2 separate regions of the Macaca mulatta genome follow, and region 2 is linked to region 1. Evidence: chromatin contacts called from public Micro-C data. All regions are on one chromosome and are shown on one strand. The core of a region is the stretch at or near the end of the contact, and the rest is flanking DNA. Distances in the headings are between cores, read along the strand shown. Region 1 overlaps LOC144338851 (a long non-coding RNA gene). Region 2 overlaps MSN (moesin).

Region 1 (5,777 bases), core at 1,234-3,733:
CCCAAAGTGCTGGGATTACAGGCATGAGCCACTGTGCCCAGCCTTACTTTGAATTTTTTTAAAGAATAAGTGCATCTTTGAAATTCTTTTTTTTTTTTTTTTTTTTTTTTTTTTTTTTGAGACAGAGTTTTGTTGCCTAGGCTATAGTGTAATGGTGCGATCCCAGCTCACTGCAACTGCAACCTCTGTCTCCCAGGTTCAAGTGACTCTCCTGCCTCAGCCTTCCCAGTAGCTGGGGCTATAGGCACGTGTTATCACACCCAGCTAATTTTTTTTTTTTAATTTTTAGTAGACACAGATTTCATCACGTTGGCTAGGTTGGTCTCGAACTCCTGACCTCAGGTAATCAACCCTCCTTGGCCTCTCAAAGTGCTGGGATTACCAGTGTGAGCCAGCATGCCTGGCCGCAATTAAAATTTTGGCTCTCGTTTTCATCCTTCAAGCCCTGACCCAAAAGTCACCTCCTCCATGAAGTCTGCCTCTAATCTCCCAAAAGTGCTGTGTAATAGAACCAAACTGACCCTAGTCAGCCTTAGTAAGCATGCATGTATGTTGTATGTCTTCATCCTCAGAGGAGAACTGATGGGGGAAGAGGGCAAAACTCCCTGATGCCAGTGCCTCATGGGTTTGAGTCCTGGCACTTCCACCAGCTTGCTGTGTGACTATGAACAAAGCTCAATTGCTCTCTGGCCTCGATTTTTCACTTCTAGATTCACTTTCACTTCTAGATTCTGTTCAAGATGTATGATTTTATGCAGCTTCTCTTATGCGGCTGCCTGGGACTAGGTATGTCCACTATCATATTATCATATTCATTCATATATTTTCTCTCTCTCTGTCTTTCCCTGTTTCTGTCTCTTTTCCCCTGTTTTTCTCTCCTCTCTCCTCCTCCCTTCTCTGTTTCCTTCTCTCTTCTGTTTCTCTGTCTCTCTGTTTCTTTCTTTTTCTTCCTGTCTCTATCTGTTTCTGTCTCTAATTCCTACTCTCTATTTTTCTCTCTCCTCCTTTCTTTCCTCTAAGTCTTTCCCTCTGTCCCTCCAACCTCTTTCTTCCTTTTGTCTGTCTCTCTGCCTCTTCCTTTATGCCTCTCTCTTCTCCTTCTCTGATTCTCTCTCTGTTTCATGAACTTCAACCTCGGAATCTGGCTGAATAACTTCCAATCCAAAATAGTTCTGGTGCTTCCTGAGTATTGCTGGTGAGGACAGGTAGAAATGGGGTCCCTCTGAGGTTTTCAGAAAGCTCAAGTTCCCTGCTCCTTGGGAAGGGTACCTCACAAAGCTAAGGAGGAAGGCAGCAGAATGTAAGGTCTCATAACATGCCCCATTGGCTCCTACCCTCCAGCCTTTCACCCAAAGAAACAACACTGCCCACAGATTACAAAGGGTCTTCATCTCCTAAATGATCTGAGCCAGAAGTTCTTAGAAACCATATTCCTACTCTCTTCTGACGCAATCCCACAAAATCATTTTGCAGATGTGAAAAATGAAGCCCACACATAGGAAAGGACTGGCTCACTATTACACAGTGAAGTAGCAGAACTGGAACTAGAATGTTAGTGTTCTGACTCCTAATCAAATTCTGAAAAGATTATAAAATTGATTCAACATCACCAGCCAAAAACCACTATTGGACTGGGCATGGTGGCTCACACCTGTAATCCCAACACTTTAGGAGGCCGAGGTAGGAAGATCGCTTGAGCCTAGGAGTTTAAGACCAGCCTAGGCCACAGAGCAAGACCCCAAGTCTACAAAAAATTTAAAAATTAGCTGGGCATGGTGTTGCATGCCTGTGGTCCCAGCTACTAGGGAGGGCGAGGTGGGAGAATCACCAGAGCCCAGGAGGTTGAGGCTGCAGTGAACTGTGATCACACCACTGCACTCCAGCCTGAGCTATAGGGCCAGACCCTGTCTCAAAAATAATAAAACAAGGCTGGGCAGGTGGCTCACATCTGCAATCCCAGTGTTTTGGGAGGCCAAGGTGGGAGGATCACTGGAGTCCTGGAGTTTGAGACCAGGCTCGGCAACATAGTGGGATGCTGTCTCAAAAAAAAAAAAAAAAAAAAAAAAAAAAAAAAAAAAAGGCAAGCATGGTGGTCCTAGTTACTCAGAAGAGGCTGAAGTGAGAGGATCACTTGAGCCCAGGAGGTTGAGGCTTCATTGAGCTGTGATCAAGTTCTGCACTGCAGCCTGGGCAACAGAGTGAGACTCTGTCTCAAATAAATAAATAAGAAATAAATGAAATAAAATAAAGCACTGTTGGGGTTATTTTTCTAGTAGAAGAAGAGAAAGCTGAGGATTGAAATGGGCAGAGTGGTGACCTAATCAATATCCAGATTGCGAACACTTAAAGGCAGGGTCTCTGTCAACTTTGTTTCCAGTGAAAGCCCCATACAGTATCTGGCCCCAGCTCAGTGATTAATAAATGAGGGAGGGAGTTGTCATCAGGCATTTGAGGGACATTGATGCCTCCTCTGGGACTCTGGGTATTTATGCAGAGACTCCAAAAAGCTGGAAATCAAAGGACTGGGGATTTAGTCTCAATCTGTCCAACACTGGTTCAGCTCCCACTCCTCCATAAATGAGTTTCTTCTTTATAAAAGAAGAGGTAATGGTATCTGCCTCATCTGGCTCCCTGGAGCTTGAGGAAGCTGAAATGAAAAAAAAAGAAAAAATAGGAAAGAGCTTTGACAAAAACAAGACACTACTTTGCAATTGTGATGGCCGGATGCTATGGTGATGTCCCAGCTAGCAATTATGTTCTCAGCGGCAACTGTGGGCAATGAGTGAGTCATCTTCTCACTCTCAAAGCCAGAGGCCTTGAAAGAGAAGAAATGAGGTGAGCCTTTTCTTAAGAGTTTTTTGGAGGGGACCAGAGCAGACCCCCTCACTCCCAACACACACACATACAAACTATACCCCAGATTCCAGCCTTCTGGGGATTCATAGTCAGCTTAAGCAAGGACTGCATCCCTACCTGTTATTTAATTCTGAGACACTGGGATCCCTAAGTTATTGAGGTTTCTCGGAGACTAGAAGTGAAGTGAGAGTCTCCAATTTCCATTCAGTCCCAGTTCTACAGCCAGCCTTGGGCTCCAGTTCTTATTTTCACTAACTTACTCTGTGGCTTCAGGTAAATTACACTCCCTCTCTGAACTCTTTTCATCTGTAAAGAAAAAAAAAAAAACTAACAGGATGAACTAGATGCCTAACATTATGTTTCTGAATCTGGACTGGGATTCAGAAGACCTGGGTTTGAGTCCTAGCTCCATCACAACGACTGTACAACCTTAGTCAACTTCTTTCCGGGGCCTCAGTTTTCACAACTATAAAATGAGGCATTTGGGTTAGATGCTTGGCAGTGTGTTTCAAAAGTTCTGAACCGGCATTCAGGAAACGTGGATTCTAGCCCTAACTGCCAGAGTGAATCACTGCCTGAGTTTAGACAGGTCTCATCTCTTCTCCGGGCTTGCTTCTGTACTTTTATCGTGAGGATATTCAAATATAAGTTATCTAAACACACCCTCTGATTCTGACAGCCTATGGTTCTAGAATTTTACAAGTACTGAAAAGGAAGTGAAGAAAGGGAGAGGCCACACCCAGAGTAATTTCTCATAAACTGGCAAGTGGTTGCCCTCTATGGGTCTGACCTGGAAGTGCAGGCCCAATTAGACCACTTGCTGTAGCAACTGCTAAAGAGCTGAGGCCAGAGGGGAGCGCAAGAGATCACTGAGTACTTCACTAGATAGGGCCAGAATCAGGCTGCGGTTGACCTACAGACCTCCCAGTCCCTCACAATGAGAGACATCCAGATAAGAAGTGTGTGCTGGGAGACTGAACCTTCTCTCCTAGTGACTAGAAACAAGAGGTTTTCCAGGGCTGTGCAGAGAGCATGGCCAGTAGGGTCTCTGCCATGGGCAAAGTGAATGTCGGGGGTGTGGATGAATGGGGGTGGAGTGTGACTGTGCTATGAGAGTGGGTATGGGAACAAGTTAGTTTCTTGGCTGAGAAGTTTTCACATATGGGGCAAAGATATGGCAAGAACTGCTCAAATGAAAGTGCTTTTCAGCATCCCCATCTACTCCCTTCCCTCCTCAGAGAAGATAAAATTTATGCCTGGGCAGAAAAAAGGAGCGACCTTAGTGTCAGAGTGAGAACCTAATCATGAGAAAGACTAAATCATGAGAAGGACTAAATCATGAGAAAGACCAGGGAGTGCTTGGTATTCAGGGAAGGCCCTACTGTCTAGAGGATTTGTGGGCTCAGTGTTGAGGTATCACTAAATTTGAGGGGCTTCTTGGACACAGTATTGCAGGGCATTACATGCTGGAGGTGTAGGATGGGTTCAGATATAGGGTTATGTTACAGAAACAGGTGCATACTAAGGCTTTCATTACTGTCATTCTATAATGTTTTATTATATAAGCAGTACTAGACAGGCCATGCAACACTGGGCTCCCCTCCCCCATCTCTCTTTCTTGGTTAAAAAGTCTGACCACCTAACTCAGATGCAAGGGAAACAACAAAGGCAGTCAATGTTTCTTCTTATGTGACAGGGATGGTTGCAGCCCTACTTCTCTCCTAATTCACTGTAGAAACCAGGTCAAGTTTCAGCATCTCTCTGGGCCTCAGTTTCCCCACCTGAAACAGGAGCAAGCTGGACTTGATGAGCTTCCAGGTTTCTCCCAGCCCTGACATTCTATCTGGTTCTTTTTATAATGTTCTATGGTGTTCTATGCTTCTCTGCCCCTACCCGAGTAGGGGCCACCAATTCCCAAAGGTCCTTTCAACCCTAACATCCAAGCCTACTCATTCAAGCTTCCAAGGCTTTCCATTATATCCTAGTCCCACCCCCACCACTTCATCCCACCACCATCCCCTCATGCCACTACCACCATTGCTGCTGTCTAGAACAGGGTGCAGTCTTCTCTACTTTTGTTTGGAAATTCTAACAACCCACCTCTGATGCTAATGAGTTGATAAAGATTGATACAGTATTGCTCTGAGGTGACAGAACTCCCAGTTCTGCCACTCTTCCCTTTGTGCCCTTGGGAAAATACCCCCACTTCTCTAAACCTAATTTTTTCCCAACTCAAAATTAAGGGTGGTGGACTAGAATGGTCTCTGAAAGCAGCAAATTGCTCCAACATCTTTCACTTCTAGGCAATGAGAAGATCGAGACTGTCTTTGATGTTTTGCCATAATTCTGATCCTCTCTCAGTGTTCCTTAAATGGAAACCTCTCTGCCTACAGCCTCCCACCCCTGATAAGTACCCGCAGTTTCCACCAGCAACTCCTAGACCTGTCTCCTTCCCTTCCTCAACCTGGTCCCAACACGAACAAAAAGTTTTTCTCTCCCAATCAAGGTGTCTGTGAGTCATAATAGTTTACTGTGAGGAACAGACTCAATGAAGATAACAAACTGCTTTTTACCCTATCAAATAATTTGCCTGCTGGGCGCAGTGGCTCATGCCTGTAATTCCAGCACTTTGGGAGGCCAAGATGGGCAGACCACCTGAGGTCAGGAGTTCGAGATCAGACTGGCCAACATGGCGAAACTCCATTTCTACTAAAAATACAAAAATTAGCCGGGCTTGATGGCATGCGCCTGTAATCCCAGCTACTCAGAAAGCTGAGGCAGGAGAATCGCTTGAACCGGGGAGGCAGAGGTTGCAGTGAGCCGAGATCACGCCACTGCACTCCAGCCTGGGTGACAGAGCAAGACTCCCTCTCAAAAAAATAATAAAATAAAACAAAATAAAATAAAATAATTTGTCTATA
Region 2 (5,777 bases), core at 1,537-4,036, 99 kb before region 1:
GGCAGGAAGAGGAGGAGACTTTGAAATCACAATCAGAACGCTAAGTGCACCACACCCTCAGGCCATTGTCCAGGATCTTCAACCATCGTCCCATCTAGCTAAGAATCAAACAGTGGGAGAAAACAGACAGTTCAGATACTTCAGCATTCAAAACATGATGCTATAATTAGGGCCCCACTCAAAGCCCTCTTGAGTTCTCTGCCTCTTAAACACTCCACATTCACTCTTTCTGGAAGAACTTTCGGGCAAGGAGCAGACCTTAAATGAAGCTCTTCCTTTCCTTGATGTTCTTGGAACTTGAGGAAAAGAAGAGGCATGGTTGAGAGGATGCTGCATTTGCATACAGATGTGAGTAGGTTGGAGGGTGAGGGTAGGAGTCTAAAATAGGTGTGACTAGCAATGGTGCACTAGAACCAGCTTGCAGTAGAGCTGATCATGCACATCTCTTCCCAACTCCTCCACCAAGGACTGCATATTGGTAGCCTGAAATCAGCCATGGTGGGAGTATTTATACCATGGGAATTGGCAAACGGTAAAAATCATGGATTTGCCAAAGAGTTGATTGTTAAACATTTACCAGCACACTGGACAAGAGACACATGCAAGTTAAGCATTATTAAACCCATTTTATGAATGAGGAAACTGAGTCTCAAAGAAAGGAACCAACTGCTATTTTCTAGCTGCATGACCTTGACCAAGAGCCAAGTCTGTCTGACTAGCTACAAATCCCTGGCTCTCCTTACCAGTACCTCAGGGTAGCAGGACGTCCTTACTATCAGGCAAAAGGTGGCTGACCCAAAGGGCTCCCCATCAGCTAAAGGTCAAACAAGGGCACCTAATTGTGCCCAGTGCACCACCAAGGAAATCTGAGGATAAAGAGTTCAGGACTGAGACATGAAGCCAACAAGAGACAGTCTCATCCCCACCAGAGGAGACAGGCTGGAGTGAGGCAGGGAGTGGGCTAGAAAGCCCCAGTAGAAACCACAGGACATTCTTAAGCATTCTTAAGGTCTCTTCACAAATACCTGATAGAAACCCTGGGCTGTAGAGGTAGTCTGTGGAACATTACAAGTCCCTAGACCTTTTAAAGCCTCAGTTTTCCTACAGGTAAAATGGGAGTAATAATGCCTACCTCATCAGAGTGTTGCAAGGATGACATTTTATCCTTTACAAATAGAAAAGCACCTGGCTTGGTACCTGGCATGTAGTAGATGTTTCATAAATTTTAGTTCCTTTCTCCTGCAATCCCATTATACAACCCAGATTCTTCCAGGGCCTCTGGCTCACTTGTATACAACAATAATCCTAGCCCCATGTGTGCAGTGCTCTACAATTTAAAAGATACTTGCCCATATGCATTTTCTCACTGAATTAAACCCTGTAAGAAAAAGACAGGACCGAGACAAGTACCATTTTAAAGAAGGGAGAAATGGAGGTTCAGTGAGGTAAAGAACAACATGCTCAAGTGTGAAAGAAACAGAACTAGAACCCTGATCTCCCTAACTACTAGTATTCTGTTCTTTGCCTTTCCAAGCTTCTCTTATTTAAGGCTACACAAAGGTCCTTCCAAAGGCTTGCCTATTACCATTTGTTTCACCCAAGAAACTGAGCAGCCTCTGGACTTCAGGTCTGTCTTAGGATGCTACAAAAGAGGCTGTCTTTGGGACAGGAGAAGAGCATTGGTAACACAGGGTAGGAACAGTCCTTGTGGTAGAAGGAGTCACATCATTAGCTCAGAGCAACCAGCAACGAATGGTGGTTCAGAGATTGGGTCTGAATCCAATCCCAGTAAACTTGGGATACTCCCTTCCCACTGTAGGTCTGAGTGTTCCCAACTGTAATGTCTGGGTTTTACTCAGTGGTTTTGACTTTATTACATTTTTAGCAGCTTCCTGCCTCCTCAATCTCCCAAACTGAAAATCACACAAAACTTCAAAATATGAAGTATGTAAAAGTAGAGCTGTTCTGGTTGAAGGGAGGCTGTAACTCACCAGGTAGCCCAGCCAAACAGTTTGTAACCCACTGGATTAACAGCTTGAGGGGAGGGAGAGAGCTCTAGGTCTGACCTTCTAGAATTCTACTCATCCCTAGCTTTGCCACTGATTCCTTATAGCACTTATATGACTTTCTGGGCTTCAGTTTCCCCATCTGTAATGTGAAGCGGTTGGACTAGTTGGCCTCTAAAGGCCCTTTCAGCTTTGCAATTTCAGGAAAAAAGTGTTCAGCTATTCCCACAGTAGAAAACTGTGGAGAGAGACCAAGACCAGCATGAGCAAAGGTCAATCTCCACTCTGAAGAAAGCCCTTCAGCCTCTGGTGACTCTGAACTGAACTCTTCAGGCAATTCCTCAAGCACTGGGTGGGTGGGCAGACAGGCAGGAAGGCCGGCGCCCCACCCTCTTTTGCACAGGAAGCTAGCTACATCCTCTTTTCCCCACCCCAGGCAGCACATCACCAAAGGTCCCCAGCAGAAACAGTGGGGGGCAGGGAGAAGAGAAGGATGGGGCCTGAAAGGAAGCTGAACATGCAAATCACCTCAGCTAAGGAGCCATTTGTGGGGAGGGAAACAACTGGGGCCCTGAGAAAGAGCAGCAAAGCTGCCCATTATCTACCGGGGCCCAGCTCCCCAACAAAGCTTAGCCAAAGTGGCCTGAAGCCACAGGCTGTCATAAAGAATCACAAGGCATGGGTTGGTACAGTGAGCAGCCTGGACCCACTCACTCCGCCTCACTCAGTTTCTGCAGGCCAAAGATCTGGGGCTCTTACACAAAGTGTTTCTCAGGTACAGTCTTTCTTAGGGTAAGAACACAGACATGCCATGTGCGAGGGTGAGGTGTACACATGAGTGAACAATCAAGAATACAGGAGCTCTTCATGCCTCTCAAAGCCAAGGAGGCAGGCACTAATCCTCACTGCCTTACCACCAGCCCATTTTCCGGTGCCCACCCCCATACCCTGTGACTGGGGCCCAGCCCTCCCCACATCCTGTTCTCAGAGAACACGTGGCTGCCTAAGGAAAGATAATGTCATTACCATACTTCCCCTCCATAGAGGTGGCTTTCGTTGACTGGGGAGGGAGCTGCAGTTCTCTATCTGACCAGACTGAATAATCTACAGTAAATCTCCCAGTTTCACAGAATGGAACAGGAAGGGTAACTAGGTAACACTAGGAGCACCTTCTAAATTGGAGGATCCATGCCTACAGATAGATGATGATGATTCAAAACACTTCTGGAAAAATTAATTTTCTGGAAAAACCCAAATTGACAATTTAACTTACATTTGGAGACTGGAAGATGACATGCCAGTGTTCTTCCTTGATTAACAAACCAGGAAATGCAAAAACACAAGAAAATTATATTTTTAAAAAGGTCCCAAGTGTCACTCAAGTCTCATTACACATGGGTTTTAGATGCCAGCATTGGTATTTCTGTTAAAGCACCCTGATTTAAATGTGCCTACAGTGGCTTTGGCCCATTTGAAAAAGAAAATGATCTCACGCCATAGGAAGGTCCCCTGACAAACTCAAAGAGGAAGACGCAGCCAGGGTGTACCACAGCCTGAACCTACTCATTGTTGAAACTTCCTTCTCTCCTCTCTAAACAGCTCGGACTCCCTGGCTCCCCCATGTCTTCCCTTCCCACCCTATAAATATAGCAAATAATGTGGCTGAACATCCATCTGAATATTCAGGGAGGGCCTCCTTACTCACGTGAGAAGTTGGAAGGCAGATGCCTCACTACTAAGTGCAGACCTTCAATGTGGCATGATCCTTGGTTGGGCTTGTATGGGGGACTTTGGCTGGCTACCACTAAGCAGGATGTCCCCAAACCCCCACCCAGCCTGCTGTTCCCCTACACCTAATCTTACAGCCTAATCCAATTCTCATCCCCATTAGGGAACAAGGTTTACCATGTAGACCTTAAGAAAATACCTACTCTCAAATATACCTACCTCCAGTGGATGTAATGAAGGTTGAAAGGTGGCCTCATAACCTGCTGCAGGTGTATTTGTTTACAGCCAATAGCTCACAGCCTTCATTTCTGTCATGACCACCTTCCTGGAAGCAGAGGTATAGAGAGCCCAAAGAATGCTCTTGGGCTCTATGGATCTATGATTGTTTTGGAAAAGTCCCTTGGTGGCAAGGATAAGATAAGAGACCACATGGCATCCAGCTTATTAGTTTTGGTCCCTATGTAGCTTGAGATAACTTCTCCAAAAGCTGGCTTTGTTTTTTCGAGTTGATAAAGCCACATCTTTCCCTCCAAACCACAAATTCAGCTAACAATTTACTGAGACTAGTAAAAGCTATTTAACCTATCCTGCAATAATAAAAGGGTTTTTAGCACCCCTACCACCACAAACATATAACCTTCACACCCCTCAATGCTGAGGTGAGCAAGCATGAACCCACCTAGCCCCCCACACACATATTCATATCAGTTCTTTGGAGAGAATAAGAATCCTACCCTCAGCACCGAATGTTTGGTCTAGTTTTTTCAGACAACAGTAAAGAGGCCAGCCAGAATCTCTACGGAAATTACCCAGAAGCCTCCCTAATGGTCAAGGCAACATACATTGTTCCATAATCCAAAGCAAACCCTAAAAATCTACAATTCTAGTAAGATCTGGAAAAACAAGTAAGACTACCTCTTACCTACCTCAGGTGTTTCAGAAAGAACCCACATTATCAACACAGACATATGTAAACACATACAGGTGCCACATACCACCACTTTATCAGACACCCAATATGGATCAGATCAGGCTTTGAAATAATTCGTGTGTGTGTGTGAATGAGCAAGCACGTGAGGGCATTTTTTGTCAGATGGAGGAAATATGCAGATAAATGGATGAGAAATTATCATTCTCTACAGCAAGGGCAGAGATAGAGGTAATTAAAGTGGACTGTGGAAACACAAGCAAGAGGCATCCAGGCCATAATGGGGAAGGTGAGGAGACAAGGGGAGGTGAGAAGGCAGAAAGTTTCTTGAGATAGAGTTGACCTCTCCTGAAGGATAAAGGAGACTATCACAGGAAAAAGATTAAAGGGAAAAGGAGCCTCATGGTGTTCTGGGTAGAGAGACAGCATGTACAGGGATACAGAGGTAAGAAACACAAAGTATTCCTTTCAAATAACACAGAGAAATATACAAGCAAAAACTCTCTCAAAGGCATGAAGTTAAATATCAATGTCTCCTTTCCCAGGTTCCTGACCCTCTTCCCAGAATTTATCAGAAGAAAATGAATTAAAGATCTTCCCACCACTTTGGCATTAGGTGCCAGGTCATAAGATTTGGGGGAGATGGGCCACAATCAGAGACAGAAATCCCTGAAGACAAAGCCAGGCAAGGTGGACTAATGTATAAAATAAAGGTAAGAAGCTAATTATGTTCCCACAGCCCCACTGAGGCACCAGCTTAGCTTAATGAGCACTCCGCGTCCTAGCTCACACAGACCTCAGGGGAATCACTCTTCAGGACTTGAGGGAGCCCATGACAACATACTTTCTTTTTTCTTTTTCTTTTCTTTCTTTCTTTCTTTTTTTTTTTTTTTTTTTTTTTTTTTTGAGATGGAGTTTTGTCTTGCAGCCCAGCCTGGAGTGCAATAGCACGATCTCATGATCTCGGCTAACTGCAACCTCCACCTCCCAGGTTCAAGCAATTCTCATGCCTCAGCAACCCAAGTAGCTGGGATCACAGGCATGTGCTACCACGTATGGCTAATTTTGTATTTTTAGTAGAGACGGGGTTTCACCATGTTGATCAGGTTATCCTG

The links. Hi-C and Micro-C count contacts between places; a contact is called where the count stands out from the background.
Region 2: a contact with region 1 is called in a Micro-C map of CD4 T cells, with 10 times the contacts expected there. The contact joins two enhancer-like sites. A contact is called at or near these places in 3 of 14 Hi-C or Micro-C datasets (CD4 T cells, blood and liver).

Annotation. Positions count from the first base shown.
Region 1 is chrX:71,698,142-71,703,918 of T2T-MMU8v2.0, reverse strand. The region is part of intron 2 of LOC144338851 (a long non-coding RNA gene); the gene reads right to left. Among named protein-coding and RNA genes, the nearest start is that of LAS1L, 65 kb to the right of the region's middle. Within about 2 kb of position 2,483, at least 7 of the 40 cell types and tissues checked have an H3K27ac peak or open chromatin away from gene starts, as enhancers often do. A contact at or near this core is called in CD4 T cells and blood, where this site is marked.
Region 2 is chrX:71,797,575-71,803,351 of T2T-MMU8v2.0, reverse strand. The region is part of intron 1 of MSN (moesin); the gene reads right to left. Among named protein-coding and RNA genes, the nearest start is that of MSN, 31 kb to the right of the region's middle. Within about 2 kb of position 2,786, at least 13 of the 40 cell types and tissues checked have an H3K27ac peak or open chromatin away from gene starts, as enhancers often do. A contact at or near this core is called in CD4 T cells and blood, where this site is marked.